Linked DNA regions of Mus musculus: region 2 is linked to region 1. Evidence: chromatin contacts called from public HiCAR-type data. All regions are on one chromosome and are shown on one strand. Each heading gives the region's core, a stretch centred on a gene start, on an enhancer-like site or on the middle of the called end of the contact. The rest is flanking DNA. Distances are from core to core; before and after follow the strand shown.

What was found. HiCAR-type assays count read pairs that join an accessible place to other places.
Region 2: a contact with region 1 is called in a HiCAR-type map of fibro-adipogenic progenitors, with 4 times the contacts expected there. The contact joins two enhancer-like sites. A contact is called at or near these places in 1 of 15 datasets of contacts at CTCF or cohesin (the NIH/3T3 cell line), 2 of 115 datasets of contacts at active chromatin or transcription factors (bone marrow-derived dendritic cells and fibro-adipogenic progenitors) and 2 of 9 other capture datasets (adipose tissue and embryonic stem cells).

The regions. Positions count from the first base shown.
Region 1 is chr2:126,210,103-126,215,317 of GRCm38.p6, forward strand. No RefSeq gene overlaps it. Among named protein-coding and RNA genes, the nearest start is that of Dtwd1, 61 kb to the left of the region's middle. Within about 2 kb of position 1,404, at least 10 of the 459 cell types and tissues checked have an H3K27ac peak or open chromatin away from gene starts, as enhancers often do. A contact at or near this core is called in adipose tissue and fibro-adipogenic progenitors, where this site is marked.
Region 2 is chr2:126,360,175-126,365,165 of GRCm38.p6, forward strand. Atp8b4 (ATPase, class I, type 8B, member 4) reads right to left here. Exons shown (of 28, transcript NM_001080944.3): 21 at 1,582-1,729. Among named protein-coding and RNA genes, the nearest start is that of Atp8b4, 130 kb to the right of the region's middle. Within about 2 kb of position 3,392, at least 63 of the 459 cell types and tissues checked have an H3K27ac peak or open chromatin away from gene starts, as enhancers often do. A contact at or near this core is called in adipose tissue and fibro-adipogenic progenitors, where this site is marked.

The DNA of each region.
Region 1 (5,215 bases), core at 154-2,653:
GATAATTCTCAAAGTAGGGAACAAACAATTTAGACACTTTAAGTCCTTCCACAGTACAATGGATGGATGCCAAAAGGGCCCATACAAATGGCCAGAATCAAAGGCAAACCTCTGACATAACTTTCCTTTAATGTGCTTACAGTTTCATTCCCTTATAGAGACTTTCCCACTTCACTCACAACCTTCTGGAGCCTCATGCATGCATTTTCCAAGTGGGATGCCATGGCTTCCATACTTAGGACTCTTCAACCTCAGTTGTCATCCTCAAATCTACTTAAATTATTAGCTAATAGACTATGTCGTGTTCCTGTGGTCTGGGAGCATTACACTGTCTGATGGAGACAGCATTCTTACTGCAATCCAGTAAGCTACATACATATGTAATTATAGAAACAGCACATTAGATCAAAGGGGACAAGACCATAATGAAAAGGAACTGGAGAGCAGGGAAATTGGTGTGACAGAATCCACTGCCACTCTCCAAGGCAGGTTAGAAGAAGTAGAGTGCAGACTTCCTTTAGAAAAAAAAGGAGAGATGGCTCTGTGGTTAACAGCCCTGGCTCTTCTTCTATAGGACCTAGGGTATATGGTGCTTACAACTCTCTCTAGGTCCAGTTTCAGAGGATCTGATGCCTTCTTCTGGACTCCTTGGGCTCTGACATGTACGTCATGCATAGACATACTCAGGCACACACACACATTAACACTTGGAATGTTTTAAGTAAAATGATTAAGAAAAGAATTTTCCAAGAGAAACACAGGTCGCTGTGCTTTGGGCCACCTTTCTGGGAGGAAATACATGCAAAGCCACCGGGCTAGGCGGTACACAGATGGTATTTTACACAATGGAAGTTGCCAGATGCCAAAGACCACTCTTACAGAGTAACATTAAACATTGATAGAAGAATGTCCTGGCAAGTTATTTGTCTGTCTGAAGCAACAGAATCCTTGTAGATATACATACATTTATGAGGGTGAAAATAATAGCTTTTGCCATTTTGCCTGATTTTTATAAGACAATCAATTCTGTGAGACTAGTTTCTGAATTTGGACTTGTTCTGGCTTATGACTGACCTTTGGCTGAATCTCCAGTTGTTCCTGTAATTTACACCCTAGAGATTCCCTTTCTGTCCTTACATAATCACTCACCATATCACACACAAATGCAAGGGTAAGCTAGACAAGCTTATAAATTAGTTTCAGAAGGAAAATATTTTAGCTGTATCCATATTGCGTGGGTTTTTTTTTTATCTAATTTAAGCATTCTTTCATAATTTGGCCATCTTGATAAGTTATTACTCAAAACCCTGGAGTTTCTTGTGCTCTCTCGACAATGCTGGTGGCTGTGTAACAAGCATTCGCCTAACTGCAGCCTTTCACTCCAAGGCTTGTCAACGCAGCCACACTCGGGACACATGTCATGTGGAAACTCACTGCTGAGATCTGAGTGCCTGAGAGGGCGAAATTCCATACCAATGAAATATTGATTTCTGGGATTAGCCAGGACAATTCTAGTGGAATTTTTTGAGAGATACAAATTAAAAAGAAGTTATTTCCAGAAATTATGGGTGTTTATTTCCCTAGTTACCTGAATAACAGTTGTGGACAGGAATGTAATTAGAAAGCAATGCTTGTCAGGATTATCTGCAGCTATCCCTCCTGTGAACACCAGTTACACTGCACTTAAAATCCATAAAAAGGTATATATAAATATGTGCCCAGGATCTATGAGTATGTTACCTTGCTGTCTTAGTGAGCATTACTATTATTGTGATAAAACACCATGACCAAAGCAACTTGGGGAGAAAAGGGTTTATTTGGATTACACTTTCACATCACTATTTATCATCAAAGGAACCAAGCAAGACTTGAACAGGGCAGGAACCTGGAGGTAGGAGCTGATGCAGAAGCCCTGGGGGGGGGGGGGTGCTGCTTACTGGGTTGCACCTTGTGGCCTGCTCAGCCTGCTTTCTTATAGAACCCAGGACCATATGCCCAGGCATGGCCCCATCCAAAATTCGAGAGGCCCTCCCACATCATTCACTAATTAAGAAATTGTCTTACAAGCTTACATGCAGTCTCATCTTACGGAGGCATTTTCTTAGTTGGGGTTCCCTCCTCTCAGATGACTCTAGACTGTGTCAAGATGACATAAAATTAGCCAGCACATTTTCATAACAAAGGGGTCTTTTTATAGTGTGATTAAAGCACAAGACCATGAGATAGGAAGATTATTATGGACTACCAAGATGGACCTAGCAGAATTACATGAATTGTTAAAAACAGAAACTTTTTCAGGAAAGGTTGTGCAGGAAAGAGATGGGGGAGGGGAGAATGAGAATGTCATGGACAACAGAATCAGGTCAAGTAGTATGCTAAGATAAAAGGAGCAATTTGGAGGGTTCTCACAGCTTAATCTATTGCTACTGTCTTGTGGTCCTCCAAATCCACCCTTGCTAGCACCATGCCTTTTGACCAGTGTTCTCCTCCCCTTTCTCTAACTGAAGCGAAGCAACCTGAGACCCACATCCCAACAAGGCCAACTCCACCCTCAACGTCTTTTGCTCCCCTGTAATCTACTGCTTTATTAAATTGTATATCTAGCACAGAAATCTTCAAAGTTATTATCCCAAGAATTTCTCTATACTCTTGAAAATTAATAAAGTCCTCAAGGTATGTTTTCTATATGATTTATACATACAACTACTGACTTTGGAATTAAAATAAATAAATATTAAATGAGTATTTATTTTAAATGATAATATTAAAAATTAACTTCTCAGTGGGAGAAGACATACCTAACCATCCAGTGACTTGAGGTTCCAGGGGAGGCCTGGGAGAGAGGGGAATATCCTCTTGGAACAGGACAGAGGAAGAATGGGATAAGGAACTGTGGGAGTGGGACTGGGAGGGGGGCAATGGCTTGACTGTAAAAAAAATAAAAGTAATTAAAAAAAAAAAAAAAGAAAATGTGTCTGGGTTCCCTTCTCGTTACTTGCCTTGAGGGACTAATTGAAGGTTGACCCCAATGTGCAGAAATGAAAATGAACCTCTTGCTTTTGAAAAAAGAAAGAGAGAAAGAGAGAAAGAGAGAAAGAGAGAAAGAAAGAAAGAAAGAAAGAAGGGAGGGAGGGAGGGAGGGAGGGAGGGAGGGAGGGAGGGAAGAAAGAAAGGAAGGAAGGAAGGAAGGAAGGAAGGAAGGAAGGGAGAGAGAGAGAGGGAGAGAGAGAGAGAGAAAGAAAGGAAGAAAGAAAGAAAGAAAGAAAGAAAGAAAGAAAGAAAGAAAGAAAGAAAGAGAAATTTAGAAAGAAAGAAAATTAACAATTTCGCCCTTCCGGCCCACTCCAGCACCGGGGTGCCTTGCCCGCAGAGTCTCTGGACACCTGCAAGGAACTACACATGATTCCACACAGGATCCTAAGACCTCTGGTGAGTGGAACATAGTGTCTGTCCAATCGAATCGCGTGGGACCTGAGACTGCATTAATTAAGGAAGCAGATAACCCGGCCTGATCGGGGGCACAAGTCCCTTCTGGTCCACTCCAGCAGCGGAGTTCCTTGTGCGCAGAGTTTTTGGACACCCCCAAGGTCCTCACAGGAACCTCCACGGGATCTTAAGACCTCTGGTGAGTGGAAAACAACTTCTGCCAGGGGCAGGTTCGAACGCCAGATATCTGAGCACCTTCCCTGCAAGAGGAGAGCTTGCCTGCAGAGAATACTCTGACCACTGAAACTAAGGATAGAGCTAGTCTCCCAGGTCTGCTGATAGAGGCTAACATAATCACCTGAGGAACAAGCTCTAACCAGAGACAACTAAAACAACTAGCTCCAGAGAATACCAGATGGCGAAAGGCAAATGTAAGAATCCTACTAACAGAAATCAAGACCATTCACCATCATCAGAATGAACGCAGCACTCCCACCCCACCTAGTCCTGGGCACCCCAACGCAATCGAAAAGCTAGACCCGGATTTAAAAGCATATCACATGATGATGGTAGAGGACATCAAGAAGGACTTTAATAACTCACTTAAAGAAATACAGGAGAACACAGCTAAAGAGTTACAAGTCCTTAAAGAAAAGCAGGAAAACAAAACCAAACAGTTAGAAGTCCTTAAAGAAAAACAAGAAAACACATCCAAACAGGTGATGGAAATGAATAAAACCATACTAGACCTAAAAAGGGAAGTAGACACAATAAAGAAAACCCAAAGTGAGGCAATGCTGGAGATAGAAACCCTAGGAAAGAAAACTGGAACCATAGATGCGAGCATCAGCAACAGAATACAAGAGATGGAAGAGAGAATCGCAGGTGCAGAGGACTCCATAGAGAGCATCGGCACAACAATCAAAGAAAATACAAAACGCAAAAGGATCCTAACTCAAAACATTCAGGAAATACAGGACACAATGAGAAGACCAAACCTTCGGTTAATAGGAGTTGATGAGAATGAAGATTTTCAACTTGAAGGGCCAGCAAATATCTTCAACAAAATTATAGAAGAAAACTTCCCAAACCTAAAGAAAGACATGCCCATGATCATACAAGAAGTCTACAGAACTCCAAATAGACTGGACCAGAAAAGAAATTCCTCCCAACACATAATAATCAGAACAACAAATGCACTAAATAAAGACAGAATATTAAAAGCAGTAAGGGAAAAAGGTCAAGTAACATATAAAGGCAGGCCTATCAGAATTACACCAGACTTTTCACCAGAGACTATGAAAGCCAGAAGAGCCTGGACAGATGTTATACAGACACTAAATGCCAGCCCATGCTACTATACCCGGCCAAACTCTCAATTACCATAGATGGAGAAACCAAAGTGTTCCACTACAAAACCAAATTCGCACATTATCTTTCCACGAATCCAGCCCTTCAAAGGATAATAACCAATACAAGAAAAAAACCAATACAAGGATGGAAATCATGCCCTAGAAAAAACAAGAAAGTAATCCCTCAACAAACCAAAAGAAGACAGCCACAAGAACAGAATGCCAACTCTAACAACAAAAATAAAAGGAAGCAACAATTACTTTTCCTTAATATCTCTTAATATCAATGGACTCAATTCCCCAATAAAAAGACATAGACTATCAGACTGGCTACACAAACAGGAACCAGCATTCTGCTGCTTACAGGAAACCCATCTCAGGGAAAAAGACAGACACTACCTCAGAGTGAAAGGCTGGAAAATAATTTTCCAAGCAAA
Region 2 (4,991 bases), core at 2,142-4,641, 150 kb after region 1:
CTGGCCAGTCTGTGTAAACAATGAAAATGGTATGAGGCAATGGGTGGGTAAATGAGGCCAAAGCTGTGACTCTGGTGCAGAAAAATTCTATATCAAAGTCTATATGCCTCAGAAAACTGTGGACCATCATTCTCAAATATACCACATGTTCTGAAAGACAAGGCATATAACTGGCTCTTTTGCTCAGAATGGCCCCTTTTGCCTCTGCTCATTTTTCTTTATTATCAACAAGTTAAACGTAGACTTGGGTTTTGATGAAGACAGACCTGGATACATTCAGAAAAGCTTCAGAATTTGAGAGAACTGGAGCTATGATTTAAAAAGAAAGCAAACAAAACCTGACTGTACTAGCAAAAATACAGACAATTCTCCCTAACTGAAGAAGGACATCTCATGGTTTCATGAGCACAGGGCTTTGAAGCAAACAGGGCTCCTGAAGAGCTTCCAGCTTAGAGCCTTCTTTCAACAGAGGAAAAGACAGGCTAGGTGACTATCACCAGAAAGCCCATGCCCTACAAACACTGCTTCCTCAAGCCCAGGGGCCTGTCAAAAGCATAATACAGGAGGGATCCTGTCCTACCGAGCTGCCCAGGCCACTCAACTCCAGATCTCAGCAGACAGACATAACTTTCAGTTGGTGTTCATCTGTGCAAGGGAAAAGTTCATGTCATCTGGACCAGTTTTTGACTGAGCTTGGCCTGCAGCTGAGCTCTGTAACTTTCCACGGTGTGGAAGCAGCACTCTGCTGCGTCTGGGATCCAGCTGGATAGTGCTTAGAGAGCTAGGAGCTAACAGGCGGACGGTCACAAGGGGGAATCTAATAGACTCAGCTCCAACTTCTTTTGTCCACTAAGAAACTGCCTTCAAGAACAAACGTTCATTTTTTCCAAACTCCAAAGTGAAAAATGAGCACCAAAGCCAAAGAAAGATGTGAGATTAAGTTCTTTGTACATAGAAATGATAATTTCACGAGACTGCAGTCGGGGCTTTTGTATTCTAATTAGAGACTCAGGAGGAGCGGTTGAGTTTTGTTTGGGGCTTGGAACCTGAACTGCGTTAGAAGTACAATGCAAGTTTATTCTATTATGACAAGAGCCAGATTTCCTAATGAAATCAAATCGTTTGGCTTTGCTGCAGAACGTTGCTATTTAGAAAAACCACCAGAGGTATCTTAATGGCAATGATTTGGCGTGGTAATTCTGTGAAGGTCAGGTTATGACTCGCAAATCACAAACCTTCGCAAGAACGGTAACTGAAAAACTGATCTGCGCCATCCCCCACCGTCTTCCAAAAGCGTTTAAACCGTTCTGCGAAGCAACGGAAGTAACCGTTTAGGCAGAACTCATAGACTCCCTGCGAACTGTTTCTCCAGAGCCTCACATCCAGTGCGATCCTTCAAACAATGATGTCTGAAAGGCACACTGGAAGTCTTTCCTTCTGCAAACAGGAAATCCTGTGCACGCCCTATCTCTTGTAGTGACATTTGTTTGAAAAACACAAAGGAGACTCTCATTAAGGCAGCACAAAAGAGATGATTGCTGGAGTAAAGAAAAAGAGAAGAACAGCCTCGGGCAAACTCACCAAACTGTGGCCATTTATGACTAAGGCATATTCTCCTGTCACAGCCTCTCCTGCACCCGCGTCCAACCCCAACCGCTGCTTGTTGTCATAAACTGCATGTCCATTGGAAAAACTCGTGCTTTGTCCAAGCAAATTTTCCTTTGCTTTCCTTAAAGAATAAGAGAATTAAAAAAAGGCATAACAAAGCACACAGAGCTTGTCTATAACTGAACCAAGAGGCCGGCCTGGAAATGAACTCATGCTACCACTCTTCAGCGTAAGGCCCAGGTATTAGGCCACCAAGCAGAGGGAAGGCCAGACAGCAGTGCATGTCAATCCTGCAGGGGCTGGGGGAGCACAAGGAACTAGGCAGCTAAACACAGAGAAAACAGAACTACCTCAAACATTTTACACTACCTAAAAACTGGCTTTAACCAAGGAATCTTGATAGCTTTGGTGTATAAAGAACCACTCTCTGGAAAAACGGTGTTTTTCAATATGCTAAACAAAAACTAAAGGCGATGAATGAAACCTTCTCATTACAGAGCACTCCCCTCCTTCCCTCTCTCTTTCCTTTTCTCCATTTTTCCCTCTCCCTTTCTTCCTGACGTACGTACATACGTGTGTGTGTGTGTGTGTGTGTGTGTGTGTGTGTGTGTGTGTGTGCGCGCGCGCGCGCGCGCGCATGCGCTCATCATTATATAACCTGGCTGAAAACAATAGTCCACTTATAAACACATTTTGTTTAACTTTGAAAGAGATTCATGATGCCATTTATTATTATAAAATAAAAGAAAAATATTTTAAGTAAAAATAAAATCCTCATAAGTTTAAATGATAACAATGACCTTGTGAGAAACTCCAAACTCCAAACATGGGGTTTTTACAAATAGAAATTCCTCGCAATGCTAAAGACCTAATCAGTAGCTTATATGATGACATAAGCCCATTAGAACTGGCATTCTACTGTTCTCCTAAAAAATGTGATAATGTCTTTAATAGGAAGGTAAATTCCCACCCAGAAGACCTGTGGGTGACCAGGTTATAAATAACAGGTCTGTTGGCATGACCACAGTAGCTTCCATCATAGGAATACCGGCAGATGTCCCCTGCAGAAGGATGCCCAAGCCAGCCCCTGCATGTGAATATACCACTACATGTATAGATGAATTCCAGAAGAAAACAGAAAGTGAAGAATAGGTTAGCAGATGTTTCGACTTATGGCAAAATGAACTGTCTTCTTGATGTCCTGCCCAGTGTGGAAAGCATTTATTACAATGAGTTTATGCTGAAGATCCTCTGATGGGAGAGAATGGTCATATTAAAACAAGCATTATGCCTTCAGCTTTTGAGTTATTTAACATACAGTGATGCATATAAAAATGCATCACCAAGAGTTTATGTATGAACTACAAAAGCAGACCCAGAAGCAAAGGCAGGTCACCTTGTTTCCTGGCTCAACACTGCCCTCTGCTGTCCGGGACCAAAATCGTGCCTGCACTTAGACTTGTCACTCAGCCTTGGTTCCAAGGATGATATCAGACAGTTAGCAGGCAGTTTGCAGAAACAAACAAAAGGATGTGTAAGGTTAGAAGGCTGTTTGAAATGCACTGTGGGGAAGGAGACAGAGCAGGCACAGAGGATTACTGTTGCAAGCAGAAGGCTCCAATGTCCTCGGTAGATAAGCAACCCAATGAACGCTCATCATGGTCATGAAAACTGGCAGCGCCATCTGATGAATGGGAGAAATGATACCAGACATGAATGTGTGTCTCTGACGGCACTGCAGATCTCATAAACTGGGCTTTGAGAAGGCACTGAAGCAAAAAAAAAACATCTCCCAGGGTTTCCTGTTTGGTGAGGCTCCCATTTGCTGTGTAAATGACTCAACCTCTATTTCCCCCTTGCAAAACGAAAACATTCCAAGGGAGGGTGAAGTTCATGAACACACTGGCTGAAATTCTACTTATTTAGGAGCTTTCCCCAACAATGTCTCCCTAACATGTGACACAAGTCCCTTTCCAGGCAGAAAAAGAACAATTTTTATGCTCTGCTAAAATTGCTAATGCTCCCCCCACCCTCCAAGGCCTTCACTCCCTGCCAGACTGGAATGAGTGCACTGTAAGACCTGGGTGGGTGTTCATAGCTGTCCTTTCTCTTACTTCCTGGAACTCAGCTCTCCAAACACAAGCTGGTTCTTGCAAATGCAATTCATCAGGAAGGAAGAAAGCTACACATAGTACCTTTCGGTGAAGATGGACAGTGTGTGGGCATCCGACATTCTACTGGACCTCAGAATACAAACAGATGTGAAAAGAAGGGCTCTGCCTTCTAGGCTTTGTAATGAGGGCAGTTTAGTACAATGCTGTAATGCAGAACCATAGGCAGGGTTGAGTTGACTAGAGCACTCACAGCCCATACCATCTGAACACACTACAGCGGAGGGAGGGAGCGCTGTGCTCAGCCATGCATTCAGCCTGCAAAGGAGAGAGGGGGTGCGAGGGATGAGCCATTTTCCTCAGTCCTTTCCTGGCACTCTAGATGCAGGAAGTAAAAGAGATCTGTTAGGAAATAGATTTAAATTATGACATTATGTTTAAAGGAAAATAATTTGGACTTTGGTAAAAGGCCAGAGCTTTGAGCTTGCTTGTTCCTTGGAAACTTGGGTCTGCCTCTGACAGATTAGCTATCTGACTTTAGGCCACTTGATTAGTCCGGGGCAGATCCAGGACTCCAAATTCCTAGTTCTTGGTTATCAAAACAAATGGCTTTACATATACAGCCAGCCACAGGCTATCTCTAGGTTGGAGTAAGATATGCCACCAGAGAGTAATGAAGGAGACAGCACCGCCCTTCAGAGAGTGAGGAAGAAAGGAAGTGAGTGAACTTTTTAGTTCAAGCTTCCAGTTCATTGCCCCACAGACTGTTAAAGACGTCGATCCTTTATCGTCGATCAGAAATCGGGGACCGGCTCAGAGAGCGATCAACCCCCTGAAAACAGGGAACTGTGTGCACCAAAATGCACATCAGAAGTCAAAATGTAATGCTTTAGAGTGTTACAATTTATGAGAAGAAACCTGACCTACTAAAACAGTTTACTCGGGATAACAGAACTTGAGCATTCAAACCTATTTGGTCGCTACTGTCATTAATGACTCTATGATATCACAGTCAGTGTTATGTTCTGCTCCACGAAAGGACTCCTAACTGGCCAATATCTTATAAACAGCCTACATCACACAGCTAATTTTCAGTACCTGCCCCAAGAGCCATTTACAAGAGGTACCAGTGATTAAAGATTTTACTGCTTAGAGAGGGGCTATAGAGTCCTAGTGTCTCTGCGTGGGTACTTGGAGGCAGCTGGGTCATTTAATGAATTTTTCTGAGAACAAAACATGGTGGCTCAGAAATGAAACACTGGATGCGTTATC